Linked DNA regions of Hordeum vulgare: region 1 is linked to region 2. Evidence: chromatin contacts called from public Hi-C data. All regions are on one chromosome and are shown on one strand. Each heading gives the region's core, a stretch centred on a gene start, on an enhancer-like site or on the middle of the called end of the contact. The rest is flanking DNA. Distances are from core to core; before and after follow the strand shown. Region 1 holds the start of LOC123431400. Region 2 holds the start of LOC123431370 (E3 ubiquitin-protein ligase MARCHF9).

Region 1 (2,738 bases), core at 194-2,693, 260 kb after region 2:
AAGAATAAGCAACTGGTATATGATCTTAGTAAAGCTTCAATATGTTTTGGTTCAAATATAGTATACTTCTCCCTGTTGGCCGGGCGCTGTAGCGATCAAAGAATTTGAGTTAGGGCATCTCCAATGGTTGTAAGATAGTTGTTGGTAATTATGACACATAGGATTTTTGATGATGTGTCTTGCAATAAATAAGGAAAGAGAGTAAGGTTGTATGTAAATTAACCAACACTCTTGCACAAGCTTCAATGTAGAATGAGAGAGCACATTATTTATTACCTCACATCTTTTTAAACAAACTAAATACAATTCATTGAAGTAGTTGTATGTTAAGGCGTTGGCTGATGACATGGCGAGATGTCCTTACAGGATGATCTATTAATGAATTCAACTTTATTGAAGAGGCACTTGTTACTAAATGAATGCTTAATAATCCGGCAAAGCCTTATTTTAAGTTTGATCTGATAAGATTTTGGTAAATGCTGTTTGCATCCTTTTCAATTATCAACCTTATTTGTGATTTTGCTAAGCTTGTGTTGATGGTTTAATTTGTTAATTTAGTATCCTATATGGCTCATTAAGCCCCTGTTCGGCAGCCCGCCACGGAGCAGAGCGCGAGGAGCGTCCTGTTAGCAATTCCTCAGAATATAACTAGGTGTCACTCCGCTCTGATGTGGAGTTGCGGAACGGAGAGAGTCCGAACAGTCTCTAAATAAACTTGTCATGATGAAAGGCCCTGCTGACGAGCTGATAATTTTTTCACACTCCTCTCTGCGTTTGCGTGCGTTCTGAATTACTGCCCCTATATGGTTTCTGCTCCTGCGTGATTATCCATCGATCGCCATCTATCTTGGGTCACATCTCAACCTCTTGATGTGGATTTCCCGCGGAAGCTTCTGACCTAATTCATTTCCGCGTCATTGATAATTAGTGGAGCATTTCATTTGTAGCCCTGCAGTGGAATCACGGTATGTAGTGTCGTAACGTCGAATACGTCTGTAATGCAATGTAATGTAATCTAACCTGCAAGCTACGCACGCCTTGCTTTCTGTCGTACCAAATTGACCCGTATTTTGAACTTTTCCCAAGAATCAGCATCACCCTCTGCCCTGCCGGTGCCGGGAGTGTCATTGAATTTTCTATTGCCAGGAACGTTAACAGGATACACGTCAATTTGCAAGCTTTTTGAGAGAGGCGACACATGTTAATCGCCCAAAATTCCCAAAAAACGTTTCACCGGTTTTACAGTAGCCACACATAAGCATTTCAACCATGGCAGAAATCTGAAAAGTCCTCGTGTCCCAAGCATTTCTATCGTGAATAATGCACGGCAACTTGCTAGAACGATGTAGAAACCCTCTCCTTCCCGGGTGGTAGGCCCCCACCCTTGTCCCCTAGCAGGAAGGATAAGCCCACACACAAGCCCTCCTCTGCCTTCTCCCTTGGTGCAAGGAGCTGGCTGGCTCCTTGATGCTGATGTGCCCATGCCCATGTGTGTGTGTGAGTGCCCACCCATATATAGCTTTCTCCCTCTGGCTCCTTGCTCCCCTGCCAATAGTTGATCCGTCCAGCAGCAGCAAGCAACCAGGTTCAGGTTTGATCCTCTAGCCTTTGCGGTTGCGTCCGTCGATTTGTCTGCCATGGAGGGAGGAGGCGCTCCTTCCGTCCAGGACGTGTGGGACTGGGAGGTGCTGCCTGACGAACACAGGAGCTTCTACGCCGAGAGCAGGGCTGCATCCCGTGCCCACGGCAGCGGCGAGGTTCTTGCCGGTAAGCTCGCTCTTGATCACGATTTTTTTTACTTCGGTTTCCACTCATGTTCCAATCCCTGTATTTGTAATTGTAACTGTAATTGATTGCGTGCGTACTCCAGATCACGAAACCGAGGAACCGATCCTGCCTCCCCCGTCACAAGTGGACGCTGGTAATGTTGACGAGTGTAAGGACATCGGCGTCGACGTCGTGCCGGCCGAGCCCAGATCAACTAAAGAGGGTAAAGATGAAGAACCCACGGTGACGGAGCTGCTAGTCTCTGACGGCGACGGGCAGGACAAGTTCCAGGCCTGTGACGACGCCAAGGAGGTGGACGACGATGGCAAGCAGATGGCTGCGGCAGAGGCAGTGGAATCAGCGCTTCCTCCTCACGAGTTCGCCGCGGGAGAGGAGGAAGAGGGCAAGAAGGAGGAGGACGGCGCGCCGCCGGAGTGCGTGGTGTTCAGCGTGGGGAAGCTGCGCGTGAACGCGGTCGGGGCGCTTTGCTCGTTCGGGGTGGCGGCGGCCACCGTCTGCGTGTTCCTCGTCGGCGGCAGGCTGCAGCACCACAAGCAGCACCAGCATCAGCAGCAGCAGAAGATCCAGCTGCAGTTCCTTGGCGATGATAAGGTTTGCTGACTCTGTCGCCACCTAATCCGATCCAGAGCATCAGAATCCTTTTCCTATTAGTAATAACTCAACTTAAATCAATTACAATATCAATCAACTATGCCTTTTTTTCTCCCGAGAAACACCGTACACACTCACATACACGAACTCCCTGTCTCTATGACTATGAGCACCTTCAGTAGATTGAGCCGACAGATATCCGATTGACGAAGTCTGTCACAGACGCATGGTGCACGGCCTAATTGGACCCATTCCAACACCGCAGTCCGCAGTTTTCTTCCCGGATTTGACCGCCATCCGCTTCTTGTGGAACTGAATCTTGAAATATTATTTGTCCAAGAGAAGACTGGCTGAAGTAA
Region 2 (2,807 bases), core at 232-2,731:
ACAAAAACTCAACCGCATTCAGAAGCTTAACCTGGCTCTCATAGATTACAAGTTTATAGCCGGGAGCAAGATCAGGGCTAAACGAGGAATTAGCACCGTGTTCCTTGGCACGAAATCTATGTCCGTATGCTAGAATCTTACCTACTACGTCCTTTCCGGTTTATAAGGCTTGCGTGTATCCCTAGGTTGACAAATAGACCATCGTAATACAAGTTATATATCACAAAAAATATGTCATGAGAAACTTCAAACCGTCTACTTTCTAATGGTATAATTTTTAGACTATACAACTCATCTTATCTTGGTCAAATTATAAATCTAGGGATACGTGCAAGCCTTATAATCTGGAAAGGAGGTAGTAGGATATTAGCATACCCACTTGGACTGATCCATGTGCTAGAATCTCCACGAAATACATATGAGAATCACATCACAGATGGTCTGTGTCATATGTGGTACCAATTTACATTACCTAGGCCTTCCTTTCGGAGTCAGGTTACGGACATAGATTTCATGCAGGATGAGCAGCCAACCCCCCACATATTCCTTGCACAAAGGCAGGATCAGTGAATCCCTCGCTGATAATTTGCCCACGAAATGGTTAGTATACGAAATCTAACGCAGCAACCACACAAATCGGAAAGATCTTCGGCCACGAACGTTTCCTATTCCCTCCTCGGTTCGCAGTTTGAGCAGGATCAGACGAAACATCCAACGTTTCACATGAGGACATAAACCGACCACCGACAGGTATACCTGCATTGCTCGTCGAAGCTGTCGGATCTCGCCAGCTCGGCCTCCTTCGCTGCCGCCACGGCAACCATGTCGCTGTCGTCCCCGACCTCCAGAGGGGGCAGCGAGGCCGGAGCGACGCCCTTTTGCTGGCGAGCCTCATCCTCCAGCTTCGAGATCACGATGGTGAGTACCGCCCCGGGCGCCTGCGCTGGCACCTCAGCCGTGGCCACGACCAACGGCGCCGGCACTTCAGCCGCGGCCACGACCACTGATCCCGGTGATGGCGCCTGCACCTCAGCCGCGGCGGCGACCACCTCCTGCTGTTGCGGTGGTTGCTGCATGGCTGGCTCGTGAGCGGTGCACGGGCCAGGGCCCGACTCCGATCCGGCGGCTGCGCTCGACATGGGCTGCGCCTGCCTACTCCTATGCGGCTCACCGTCGAACACCTCGCGTGCGAAGGGGCGTTTTCCTTTCGGAAAAGGGAACGGGAGGTGGGGGGGCCGCACCTACTCCTGCGGCTACTGGCTGCGGCGAGGGACGGGCGATGGTGGGGCTACGCCGGCGGGGAGATGGGGATGGGTGGGAAAGCTGCGGCTGTGGGGCGAATCTGGATAAGTACGGGGCCTATGCGCCGAGCGGAAATGTCACTGACGGGTGGGGTGAGGATGTCGCCGCAAGCGGGTGTCAGTGAAATGGCGTCGGAGAGGAGGAGCAGAGGGAATCGCAGCCGGTTCGGATCTGGGGCAAGGAGGTGTACGGACCTATGTACAGTGTGGGGACGGAACTGGGACTGAAAGGAATAGATAGATGCTACGAGGGTGCAAATGTAGTCGCTTTGTTTTGGTTGAGCTTAGAGCAACTCGAACGCGGCGCACTTTGTCGGTTTGGCTCGGCTGACTGCCCGTCGTTCTCCTGCGTCATATCGGTGCATCCGAGTTAAATGCATAAAACCTCATATCACCACTAGCATCAAACTTTTGATGTTTTGTTATCTACTCCCTACAAAGTGATATGAGGTTTTATGTTAGTGGTAATAAGACATGGTGATATCACGTGGAAGTAGTCAGACTACTCCGTGGCCGTCGAATGCAAGACATGGTGAGTGGTGGATAAGACACAGCTGCATGCAGCCCACCATGCCACGTGGAAGTTTTTAAATATACGAAGTATAATACTCACTCCGTCCCAAAAATTTTGTCTTAGATTTGTCTAAAAATAGATGTATCTAAATACTAAAATGTGACTAGATACATTTATATCTAGACAAATCTAAGACAAGAATTTTGGGACGGAGGGAGTATAACACTAATTTCCCTATATTAGAGAACCCGCATTTAATTGAGGTCTTTTTTTTAAATGTCCAGATCGAGTCTGGTATCCATTGGTCGTAAGCAGGGAGCACGCGAGAAAGTGACAAAAACGATCATCCGAGGATCAAGGAAATATGAAAAAGAAGGTGAAAAAAGACATGGCCTCACGCAATGTTCTCACGTATGATCCTTGTCGGGGTACACAAACAGGGGTGTTTGTTTCCCCTGAATGGTGCACGGACGATGAGCCACCGACCCGACGAACTAAGGTTGTCGGGGAATGCTACCACTCCATCAAGGCCTAGCCCACGCTAGTGAAGCTGCTCTACGAGAGGTCAAGGACCGCATCAAGAAGACCAAGACTCTGGCAGACGTGGCCCCCGATGGTCGACGACGCCGGCAAGACCTACACAAGCAGCCCAAGACAGGCCAAGAACCCCTGGCGCCTTCGAGGGGCGAAGGCACACGCATCCTCGACAAGTCCCGGCAAGATGCCTCCCCGACAAGCGTGGGCCAATTTGCCACCGCTCCGCCTCATCGCTACACCAGTCACTTATCGATGAGGAGTCGAGCTCCCAGATGGCTAAGTGGCTCTCGCTAGATACGTGGCGGCACGTCGGAAGACAGATTACGACCAGTTGACACCCGTCCAGAGGCGTGTCAAGACACCAAGCCACGGTCGGCTAATAGGTGGCAGGAGCTTGTCGAGAACACACACCCGCTCGCCACCTAAGGCCTCATTTATGACGCTTTGTCTTAAGT

What was found. A called contact is a pair of places that touch in the nucleus more often than the background predicts.
Region 1: a Hi-C map of leaf shows a contact between it and region 2, with 5 times the contacts expected there. The contact joins the promoter of LOC123431400 here to the promoter of LOC123431370 in region 2. A contact is called at or near these places in 3 of 6 Hi-C or Micro-C datasets (leaf and seedling) and 1 of 1 datasets of contacts at active chromatin or transcription factors (embryo).

Annotation. Positions count from the first base shown.
Region 1 is chr1H:288,022,689-288,025,426 of MorexV3_pseudomolecules_assembly, forward strand. LOC123431400 reads left to right here and starts at 1,444. Exons shown (of 3, transcript XM_045115195.1): 1 at 1,444-1,767; 2 at 1,871-2,379. The coding sequence starts at 1,638.
Region 2 is chr1H:287,760,366-287,763,172 of MorexV3_pseudomolecules_assembly, forward strand. It overlaps LOC123431370 (E3 ubiquitin-protein ligase MARCHF9), which reads right to left and starts at 1,482. Exons shown (of 5, transcript XM_045115184.1): 1 at 757-1,482. The coding sequence starts at 1,139.